Linked DNA regions of Mus musculus: region 2 is linked to region 1. Evidence: chromatin contacts called from public HiChIP or PLAC-seq data. All regions are on one chromosome and are shown on one strand. The core of a region is the stretch at or near the end of the contact, and the rest is flanking DNA. Distances in the headings are between cores, read along the strand shown. Region 1 overlaps Sdccag8 (serologically defined colon cancer antigen 8). Region 2 overlaps Gm30115 (a long non-coding RNA gene).

What was found. HiChIP or PLAC-seq counts read pairs in DNA pulled down with a chosen protein or histone mark.
Region 2: a contact with region 1 is called in a FOXA1 HiChIP or PLAC-seq map of pancreatic cancer cells. The contact joins two enhancer-like sites. A contact is called at or near these places in 1 of 39 promoter capture datasets (embryonic stem cells), 1 of 15 datasets of contacts at CTCF or cohesin (the NIH/3T3 cell line), 2 of 484 Hi-C or Micro-C datasets (bone marrow-derived macrophages and embryonic fibroblasts), 9 of 115 datasets of contacts at active chromatin or transcription factors (the 230-238 cell line, embryonic basal ganglia, embryonic forebrain and 6 more) and 2 of 9 other capture datasets (liver and macrophages).

Annotation. Positions count from the first base shown.
Region 1 is chr1:176,848,431-176,853,882 of GRCm38.p6, reverse strand. It overlaps Sdccag8 (serologically defined colon cancer antigen 8), which reads right to left. Exons shown (of 18, transcript NM_029756.3): 9 at 1-119. Among named protein-coding and RNA genes, the nearest start is that of Sdccag8, 36 kb to the right of the region's middle. Within about 2 kb of position 2,327, at least 14 of the 459 cell types and tissues checked have an H3K27ac peak or open chromatin away from gene starts, as enhancers often do. A contact at or near this core is called in pancreatic cancer cells, where this site is marked.
Region 2 is chr1:177,716,094-177,721,545 of GRCm38.p6, reverse strand. It overlaps Gm30115 (a long non-coding RNA gene), which reads left to right. Exons shown (of 5, transcript XR_373742.2): 2 at 3,959-4,086; 3 at 5,089-5,127. Among named protein-coding and RNA genes, the nearest start is that of 1700016C15Rik, 11 kb to the left of the region's middle. Within about 2 kb of position 2,320, at least 53 of the 459 cell types and tissues checked have an H3K27ac peak or open chromatin away from gene starts, as enhancers often do. A contact at or near this core is called in pancreatic cancer cells, where this site is marked.

The sequences.
Region 1 (5,452 bases), core at 1,078-3,577:
CTTCCTCTGTCATCTGCACAGCATGCTTCACCTGCTCATAGGCACTTGTCTCTCTCTTCTGCGCTTCTGCCAAGCTGCTCCGCACAGAGACTAGCACAGACATTAAGTCATCTCTCTCTCTGTCAGCACAAAAAGAACACACCAGGTAAGAAATGAAGAAAGGGAAGCACTCGTGTGTATTAGAAGTGCTATGGCGGGCCTGCTCAGCACGCATCAAGCACCACCCAGAGAACGACCCTCTGTCCTCCTTCGGCAAGTGGCAGGCAGAGTGGCAGAAGGACTGCGGCATTCCAGGCAGGACCACATCTGCATGGGACAATACCCTTTTTTGGAAATGGCTGGCATATGCAGGACCACAGAGAGAGGCCTCAGCAAGAGGGAATGACTTAGAAAAGGGAAGTGAAGGAGCTGGGACAGGCAACCAAGTTCAGAAGAGTGCGCACATCAAAGGCAGCTTTACCAATGAGGAAGTCTATGTGAAAGACTTAGAATATTTGAAGAGAAACCTTGGTCTCACTCGTTAGCAGGCAGGGGTGGGGGTTCAAAGGCCTTGACGTGCTGTCTACTCTGGCTTGCTAGGACTGGTGGACACACTTCCTTTTAATCCTTCCGTGGCCTCATTTTCATCTCCCCCACCCCCAGTCAAATTCTCTCAGCTAGTTATGAAGTCTGCTGTTTATTTCTGCTTTTTATTTCAGTGGGTATTTTTATGGGACCCCTCAAGCCCTCCAGTTGTATCTTTTAGGAGCTGACACTCTAATTGAACAAAATCTTGGCTACTGGTCTGAATCCTGGGCAAGCTCCACCCCTCCCTTAATAAGCCTCAGATGTCCACTAGGCTGGGCTGCTTGTTGAGTAAGCAGAATACCAATGTTGTGACATGAAAAATTGCTAAGATCCAATTTCCCGGGTTAAACGAATTCCATAACAAACTCTCAGGATATTTCGAAACTTATCACTGTACAACAATCCGTAGTAGGGGGAACTAGAGAGACAGCTCAGGGAGAAGAACTTGCTCTTCACAAGGACCTGGGTTCAGCACCCACACCAAGTGGTTCCCGACCAGATCTACATTCGGTCTCTCAGGACCCCATGCAGCATGCAGACAAGCTAGCACATGTATATGCAAAATAAAGATATAGTTTAAAACTGTACATACCCACGGTGCCAATGAGAGAAATGAGGTGGTAAATTGTCTACATCTACAAAGCAGAGTGAAAAGCATGCTGGACTGTACATGTGCCATCTTGTGCGCCATCAACATGACCAGCTCTCTCATGCAGCGTCAACCCGCTGCCAGATTATAAACTGTCAGAGAAGAAGCAACTGGGATAAAAAGAAAGAAAAAGGAAAGAAAAGCAAGCAAGCAAGCTGCAAGCAAGCAAGCTGCAAGCAAGCAAGCTGCAAGCAAGCAAGCTGCAAGCAAGCAAGCTGCAAGCAAGCACTGAAGAGTGGTTTGGAAGATCGCAAACACTGATTCCAAATACCCTTCTAAACTAACTAATGACTCCACAAATCTCCCGAAGAAAAGATTTTAAACTATCTGTGGTATTTGGAAAATAGTCACACACAGTTTTAGAAACATGTAATGCTGAACACATTCATAAAAGCTCTTTTTGTTAAACCACAAATTGTTACAAATAGCATAAAATTCATGGAATGGTGATGAGCTTCCTGATTTGTTTTAAATCCATGAAAATTACTTAATTTTTATCCTAAGTGAAATAAAAAACAGTAAATTGTTCTGATTGAATATTATGAGGCATAATTATGTGGGAGAGTAAGAGACTCAAAAGCAGATTTATCATTCTAAAGTAAAAAAGGAATGCAAGCAAAACAGAATTTGTACTTATTTGAGTTTCAAAACAAAAGTGTAAATAACATAAACCGGGATACACAAATGACAAGGACCTATGAACCTGGAAGAAAATCACCCTTAGGAGCACAAAGCAGTCTGAGAATCATGTGCTCGCCTCCCTGAGAGCTACTGAATAGCAAAAACGTTATAGCTCGGTGGCATCCTTTCTCTGCCCTGATACTACTCTATCACAAGGACGAGGTTCCCAGCCCCAAAGAGAACGGCAAGCTGCCCAGTGAATGTAAAACAAGTTAACTGACCCTGCGAGGCCAAGAGCGACCACCTCTGCTTCTCACGGAGATAGCTTTAAGCCACTTAGTTTATTTTCAGGGCACCCTCTATCAAGAGTAGTATTTGTCACATAGTAGATCCTAGACAAAATAAATGACAAGAAGAACATATGTACGGGGCCGCAAGATGACTCACTGTGGGGAAAGCGCTTGCTGCTGGGGATGACAAACTGAGTCTCATGCCAAGGACCTACATGGTGGGAGGAGTTAAACAACTCCCGAGAGAGGCTCTCTGCCATGGAATGCATGTGTGCACACAAACACATGCACATAAAAAATACATGTAAAATTAAAGCCACAAATTAAACTACTTTAGAATAGTTTAATCTGTTTATGAGTCTACTATCTTTCCATATTAAAATAAACTAAAAAGCTCAAGTGTATGACTAAGGACATCCATAACAGGAAGACTTCATAAGTGATACCAAAAGAGATTTCCCAGTAATAATGTTGTAAGATTTACATGGAAAAAGTCAAGTTATTATTTAGAAGAGCAAAGTAAACGTTAATTCTTCTAGTTCAAGATGCTTTAGGATATAAATTCATCAACCCTTAAGCCAAAGAAAATCATTACAAATGAGCCCCAAACACAGACATTTCATTAAAATCATCTTTTAGGAGATGGCAAACAAACATCTGCACGGGTGGGAGTGAGCCACTCCAGCGCCTCCTATGGCCATGGGAGGTTATGGAGAGCCATCCTGGCAAGCTCAGGGTCCTACACTTAGCGCTGCATCTCGCCTTTGGCTGTGTTTCAACTCCACTCCTTACCCAACACTGTATACTCAGGAAACAAAGAGCTCTTGGTGGCAGCCTGGGCTCGTCAGTGGGGAGCCTTGGTTCCTTCTACCCCCATCTTCATCTGCCTGTCACTTTCTTAGCTGATCTCCCACTTTGCACCCTACACTTTCCTCTTGCATTTGTCAAGACTACTGGGTATTCAGAAATGTGACAATAGTATGGCAGGTAGCCAGGTGGATTGTGGGCAGGTGCGTCCTCCTTCAGAGGCTGTGTCCAGAGGACAAAACTAGTGTTAGGCCTGAGGACAAAGGGACACAGTGGAACAGACACATGCGACATCATCTTCTGAGGCAAAGTTGTACAAAAACTTAAAAACAGCACATGATCACCCCAGGGTCTCAGCCAGGGCGTTTCCTGGTGAAGGTGAGCCAGCCCCATGAACTGAACTCACAGTACTCCACAGCCCAGGTAGAAAGCAGGCAGGGGTAAAGACAACACACAGAACACAACCTGTGAGGGTAGGGATGGGGCTGTACTGGAAAAGCCCTTGCACACACTATGAGTGCAGCACATCAGAAACTTAATGAACTGTCGGAGCAAGGGAAGCCAGGTGAAGACCCTGAAAACGTCAGCCGTGGGTGTAAATACACATAGGAGAAGGTTGCTTTAAGAAACATGAATCACAAAAAGGGATCTAACATGACTGCCCTCCGAGGGATCCAACAAGCAGCTGAAAGAGTCAGATGCAGTTATTTGCACCCAACCAATAGACAGAGGCTGCTGATCTCTGTGGTTGAGTTGAAGAAGGCTGAAAGAAGCTGAGGAGAAGGGCGATTCTGTAGGACGACCAAAAGTCTTGGTTAATCTGGACCCCCAAGATCTTTCAAACACTGGACCATCAAACAGCATACACCAGCTGATATGAGGCCCCTAACACACACACAGTAGAGGACTTCCAGATCTGTGTTCATTCAGAGATGAAGCACTTAGCCCTCAAGAGAACAGAGGCCCCAGGAAGTTTAGAGGTCACGTGGGGTGGGGGGTAGGGGCATCCATGTGGAGATGGGGTGGGGTGGGGAGGAAGTGTGGAATGTGGAACAGCTGGAGGGTGGATGGAGAGGGGAGGAGAATGGAATATGGAGTGTAAAAAATGAATTACAAGTAAAATTAAATTTAAAAAAAGAAAAGAAAAAAATCATATAATAAATAAATAAATAAAAGAAATATGAATCAACCTCATCTGGAAATACAGAACTACTAGGCAATAATGCTTTAAGTCACTGTCAATTTTATGCATTTGCAGTAAACAGCGTTTTAACAAGCATCATTACTCCTGTCTTTAAGGAAAGTCTAGAAGGCTGATGAAACATTTCTTTGTGCCTCATTTTTGGAAAGCTCCCTGCTGCAGCTGTTTAATGCCAGCTGGACAGAAGCCTGCCAATGATCACAAAATGGACCAAAACCCAGGACAGCACTACTGGAATCATTTCTCCTCAAAAAAAAAAAAAGTATCCAGGATTTCTCTAAAGAATTTTCAACTACCACCTGAAAACTATTAAAATTTGATCATTATGAAAGAGAATAAAAGAAATTGGCGTTGCTTTTACCTACTTTATGGGACAAAGCAGCCTGAGTGGAAGACACTTCAGAAGATTTCAAACCAACTTTAAAAACACAAGCAATATTAACACATCTTAAGTGACTTACTACGATCCCCAGTGTGGAGCACCACAGAAACATGGGTGGTCTGGTCCCCGTGGTATGCCTCACGCCCTCCCTGTCTACCACATGTCACTTACGGTTCACATATCCAGAAGAGATCTTGCTGGAGTGCGGAAGGAGTAGCTGGCGACTGGTTTCACAAGTTCATGTTTCTCAAGGCTCCAGCAAGCTCTTTGGATTTATCACATTTAAGGTTCAGTTCCCAAATCCTACATTAAAATCATGTAGCACGCACTGACTGACATTAAGTACACAAAACTAGAAATCCAAACCCAAGGCATGCTGGATGCTTTTCAAAGTCAGCGGCATGCTCAGTAGGCAGCATTGTGCACTAATAAGTTGGAAAGGTCTAAATATCAGATTACACAAAGGGAGTCTTACAATCCATAAAAATAAGAAAAGCAGAAACCTTTCGCCCTATTCTGTGACTGAAGTGGAACATAAGGCCACATTGCTGACACAGCAGAAATGTGCACTAAGTAGGCCAGCACTTCCTCTCAAAGGCTGAGATCAAATTTAAGATAACAAAAGTAGAATTCATAAATGACAAGAATCTACTTTCTAAACAAAAGCCAGACATCCGATCAATATAAACACTGTAATCTCCCTCAGACACTCAGTCAATATAAATCAATGTGACTCTCATTCGACATGTTCTCTACAGCCTAGAAGGCCAATGCTATAGAGGTGCACGCTGATTTTATTTGTTGGTTGATTCCACTAGACTGACTAGTTAAAACTGCCTTTGACATCTACTTATTATAAAACATCATCGTAATATTTTTTCATAATCTCCATGTAAAATTAGATTAAAGACCAATGGGATTAAAGACTGAAACAA
Region 2 (5,452 bases), core at 1,071-3,570, 870 kb before region 1:
GTGAGGTTCAGGTGGTGCTGGGAAGGTGTACTGACAGCCACACCCCTACATAATGGTAAAACAGTACATTTAAGGACAGCTGTCTCCCTGGTGATGGCTTTCCTCTGTACTGTAGTAGACAGATGGGTGAAGCTTCCTTTTTTGTTGTTTGTTAGTTTTGTTTTGTGTTTCGAGATAGGGTTTCTCTGTATACCTTTGGTTGTCCTGGAGCTTGCTCTCTGGACCAGGCTGGGCGGGTACTCACAGAGATCCACCTGCCTCTGCCTTCCATGTGCTGGGATTAAAGGTGAGCACCACCACCTGGTCTTTCTTTGCTATTTACTTAGGAAAGGGCAGGTGCTCTGAGGAAAACATGGTCATTGTCACTACCACCTTTTCTAGTCTGTCAGCCTGTGTACCCTTTGAGGAGCAGGAGCAACTAATAACACAGCTGTCACAACACAACCAGAGTGATGGTCTTATCACTATTAACATTGTTTCTACGCCTACCCCCACCCCTGACTCACAGGGAGCCAGTGAACACTTCTCCAGGCTCCCAGACTTAGATCTAGTGTTTCTGATGACTGCTTCTACCCGGAGTTCTTTATATGCTGTCACTGGAAAGTGGTAAATCTCTGTCCAGAATGTAAATCATGATTCCCATAGAATTAGGTCTATGAAAAATAAAGAATTGTGAATAATAAAGGAGTAGAAACAGGTTTACATAAAATGTGGAACAATATTGCTTGCTGTATAACCTCTATTTATTGAACAGTTACTACAAACACAGCACAATTACTTTTTTCAATTTACATCCTAAAAATCCACTTTGGGGGCTGGTAAGATGGCTCAGGGGTTAAGACACTTGCCATCAAGCCTAGTGGCCTGAGTCTGATCCTTGGAAGCCACATAGAGAGGGAGAAAACCACTTTGTACATGCACGTGCTCAAACACACACACACACAGACACAAACACACAGGTAAATAAAATGCAGTTTGAATTCTTTTTTTCTTTTCTTTTCTTTTTTTTATTACGTATTTTCCTCAATTACATTTCCAATGCTATCCCAAAAGTGTAGTTTGAATTCTTAAAATACTATTTTGTAAAAGTAATATTTATTTGCCAGATGTAATTGTCATCTCAGTGACTTACTGCTGAATAAGCTCACCCTTTCTAGTTCTTTCTAAAATCTGGCTGGCTGGTTTAAACCAACTATTCTGGCCCAAATGCCTCTTCAAGCTGACTGATTCAAGAAGGCTTCTCTTGGCTTTTGACTGAATGACTCTGCTCGGCCTCATACTAACTTTGGCAATATGTTCTAATCTTCTGGCTCCTTTTCATTATCTGGCCCATTCTGTCTTCACCTGCAACCTACACCCACACCACACACCAACACTTGAGTCTCATCTTTCTCTCTCCCTGTGCCACTCTTAAGTCTCCTCGCTTTCCTGTCTATTCTCACGAGAGTTGGACGTATCCTATTGCTGACTTGTCCTTCCAACTCTTTCTCTGATTCTCCATTTTTCTGTCCCTCAATTAGACATCACTTTCAAACATGACTGCTTCCTTCTACAAATGAGTTTTACCTTCATTGTTTGGGATTAAAGGTGCGTGGTAAGGTCATGGCTGTATTCCAGCCAGAGAGATTAAAGGTGTGTCATTCCAACCAGATCACACAGACCTAGATTGTATGTGATCCCTTGCCATAGCAGCCATGTTGTTACATTAATATTCCTTTATACTATTTGTCATGAAAGCGACTGGGTTCTGGATACATATAGTATCTGACCAATCAAGGTAAAGTGTTGAGAGCTTGATGCTCTGGGAAGTGGTGGATCACCAAGAGGTGGATCAGGTAGAGGGTCCTGGGTCATTGGCAATGTGGATGTGAGGGAGACAGTGGGACTCTTGATTCCTTCTTCTGTTTCACATTTTGGCCAAGGTGAAAGTTTCCATTCCTACCCACTCTTGTCATGACATGCTGATCATTACAGGCCCCACAGCAACAAGCCAACTGACCAGGATTGAAACCTCCAGACTAAGACAAGACATACCTTTCTCCATCATAAGTTCATCATGTCAGGTCTTTTATCATAGTAACCAAACAGTAACTGGTACAGCTCTGAACACATCTTGTGTGACCCCTAATGTCTCTCTGCCTCTGTAGAACGCTCTTTGAGACCAGTGGGAAGACTATGAGTAAGACATTCTGAGCTGAGTTTCCGGCTTTGCTCCTGATTTTGGGTGTGTTTTCTGGTTTCCTGCAGTGAAGGAGATGGTTGCTGTGTAGTGGAGGCTTCCTGCGTCTGTGCATTCCACTGAGTAGGCACAAGTTTGGAATGTGGAGACACCCTGTGGGGTGGGGCAGTGGAAGAAGCTGTGCTGGGTAGGCTCTAGCAGAGAGACAAGTCTGGAGGTGAAACAGCATGCCAACCTTCCCATTCTTTTAGGTTGGACTGCACCCCTTTGTCCCAGAGCTGGGGGACTCTGCACTGGCAGAGGAGAGTTGACTGAGGCTGAAGTTGCCAGAGGAAACCAAACAATTCTTATTTACCAAACTGTCAAAATCCTATCATTGCAATTAAGGAGACGGGCAATTAACTGTGTCTTAATTACAGCAGCTGCCACTTCTTCTGAATGCTGTAATTTACGGAGAGAATGGGAGGAGACTCTAAATTAATGTGTGTCTTTAAACAACGAAAAACATTGATGAGGCCTGAAGGAAATTGTCAGCGGTGGTCTTGGGGCCCCTCCTGAGAGGAGGCATTGTTGGGAGATGCCTCCAAGTGCAGTCATGATTTCCAGAGCCTTTGTTGCCTAACGGCTGTGATTTTGATAAATGCCCAGTGACATCGTTACATCCTATTTTGTGTATAATGCAAATCTCCACAGCCGCAGCATCTGTGGCAGCCGCCGTTAGCCCATTTCAGTTTAGTTGTTTTAAACTTAGCTTTGAAACAAAGGCATTTAAACAATGACTCCAGACTCCCAGGCAGAGAGAGCTTTTCCATGGAAGCTACTAAGGGGTAGATCCACAACACTGAATAGGAGAGCAATGAGGACCAGGCCGCAGCACAAGCTATCCATTGGCCACGTTGCCTTTAAGCTTGTGTGACCCCCAGACTTTGCTTCTCTCCAGAGGCTGACTTGCATCATGATGTGTAAGTAAGGGACCCCACCAGGGGAGATGGCAGAGCTGTGACCCTGAGGTTGGTGAGCAGCTCTGGGAAGTTCCTCAGTAGCCCTGGGCCTCTGTAGCCTAGTACACTCAGCATGTTGAAGGCCCTGTGTTCAGTCCCCAGCATCAAAGAAAGAATACGGCTGGGGTTATAGCTTGGTTGGTAGAGTGCTTGCTTGCTTGTTTGCTTGCTTTTCTTGCTTACCATCCACAACATCCTTGGGCTCCATCTCCCGTAGCTCCTCAGCTGGGTGTGGTACACGTCTGAAATTCCAACTCTTGGGAAGTGGAGGCAAGAAGATCAGGAGTTCAAAACCATCCTTGGCTACCTTATTAATTTGAAGTTTTAGGTACAGGAGACCCTATAGAAAATGGGAAGAAAGGAGGAAAGAGGAAGGTGGCTGGAGAGGAGAGAGGGAAGGGGGGAGAAAGGAAGGGAGGGAGGGTTTCAGAGCAACAGGAAAGGCAACTGGAAGTTAGGGCCCACACTCAGCTGTGGTCTGGAGCAACGCTAGAGTCCCTGGGAAGCCTGGGGACTCGGTGGTGACAAAGCCCTCAGACTGGACTGAGCAGGCTTCAAACCTGTCCTCTTCCTGCTTCTCAGTTAGGTGACCTTGAGAAAGGCCCTTGTTTAGGAACCAAAAAACATGTGACCTTTTACTTGAGTACTGGGAGGTTGTATCAGTCTTTCACAACTGCTGGAGAGATAAAGGGACAACGCAGTCCAGGGCCTGGACCAGCGACTGGCATGGGAGAGGCCTAGGGTGTATGCTAACACATCTCCTCTTCTTTTCTGGAAGGTAACTGAGGCCCTCAGATACTCAGGAATAGGGGGTGCTGGTGACTCCCAGAAGAGAGAAGAATGCAGCTGCTTTTGATAAGAACTAAGTACATGTTGGGAGAGGAAGACTCAGTCTTAAGGATGAGGGTAGGTATTCGTTATCACCACCAAGGACCAGACCAATGAGGGACGACTGAGACCACAGACTTGGTGCTGAGTCCTGGAGAAACAGGCTTTGAGGCTGTCCAAAATAAAGTCCAGGAGCTGTGTGAGAGACTAAATAGCTCAGAGGCTGGCTCCACTCCAGGATGCTGTAGAGAGGACGTTCTCTCTCCTTTACTGCTCCAGAAGCCTGAAGCAGAACAGTGTGAAAGCACAGCTCCTCCCTCCCCCTCCCAGCAGGGTTTCTCTCCTGGCTGGCTTGGAACTCATTTTGTAGACTAGGTGGTTCCTAGAACTCAGAGATCCACCTGTCTCTCTCTCCCGAGTGTTTCAAGTAAAGATGTGTGTGCCACCATGCCCAGCCTACAAAACCATAGCGCTTACCTTAAAGAGAATAGGAGAAGAATTGATTCTGGAGCTAAATATGAGTGCCCATGCCCTGGCCACACAGATATGAGCTATTCCAAATGCCACATTTCAATATGGCAATAACAGTTCCATGAGGATTTTATAATTAGAGAATGAAAGAAAGTCATAAATCAAGGTAGTTTTCAAATAACTCTTATGGGAACACCACATAGACAGGTTCTGAAATGCGGGGAGAGCTCTGCAAGTTCCAAGGCTCTGTAATCATCACTGTTCTAGACAGCCTTGTAGAATTTTTAGCTCAGGCGAGGCTTTGGAACTTCATTTCACAGGGGAGAAGGAAACAGCATTGGGAGCACTCAGTAAGGGGTACAGCTCTGCCCTGCCACACACTCCTCAGGCTGCTAGATATTAGATAATGTAGTTGAGAACTGTTTTCTCGGAAGTTGCACCAGATGTGCCCAATCCCATGTAGGCAGGAGATATGCAGGCAGGAACTATATCAGAATATAAGCTTAGCCCGATTGGATGAAGGTGGGACATACCATAGCCTTGTGTGTGTGTGTGGGGGGGTCACCTTTATGAGCACTTGACTGGCCTAAATTTGGGTCCATTTTTCAGGAATTGGGAATGTGGACCTGGCTAGTGGTCATCTTTCTGGTGAGTACTAAATAAAGCTGGCTTTAATTGGATAATTGTGGGACTGGTCTTTCTCCTCGAGATTCTCGGGTTTAACATGTGTTTGTTCTATGCTGCTGTAACCAGATGCGCAAGTCTGGGTAATTTACGAAAAGTTCATTTGTTGGGAACTTTGATATCAAGACTGGAGAGGGAGCTGTCTGCTTCCAAGATGGTGACATCTTCTGGAGGTCAGGCTTAGGGAAAGGGCTCCTGAAAAGCCATGACCAATGGTTGATTATGAGTAAGTTCTTCCTAGATCTTAGGGAGATTTTAAATTTTCTATATAGTTCTTCATAAGAATATT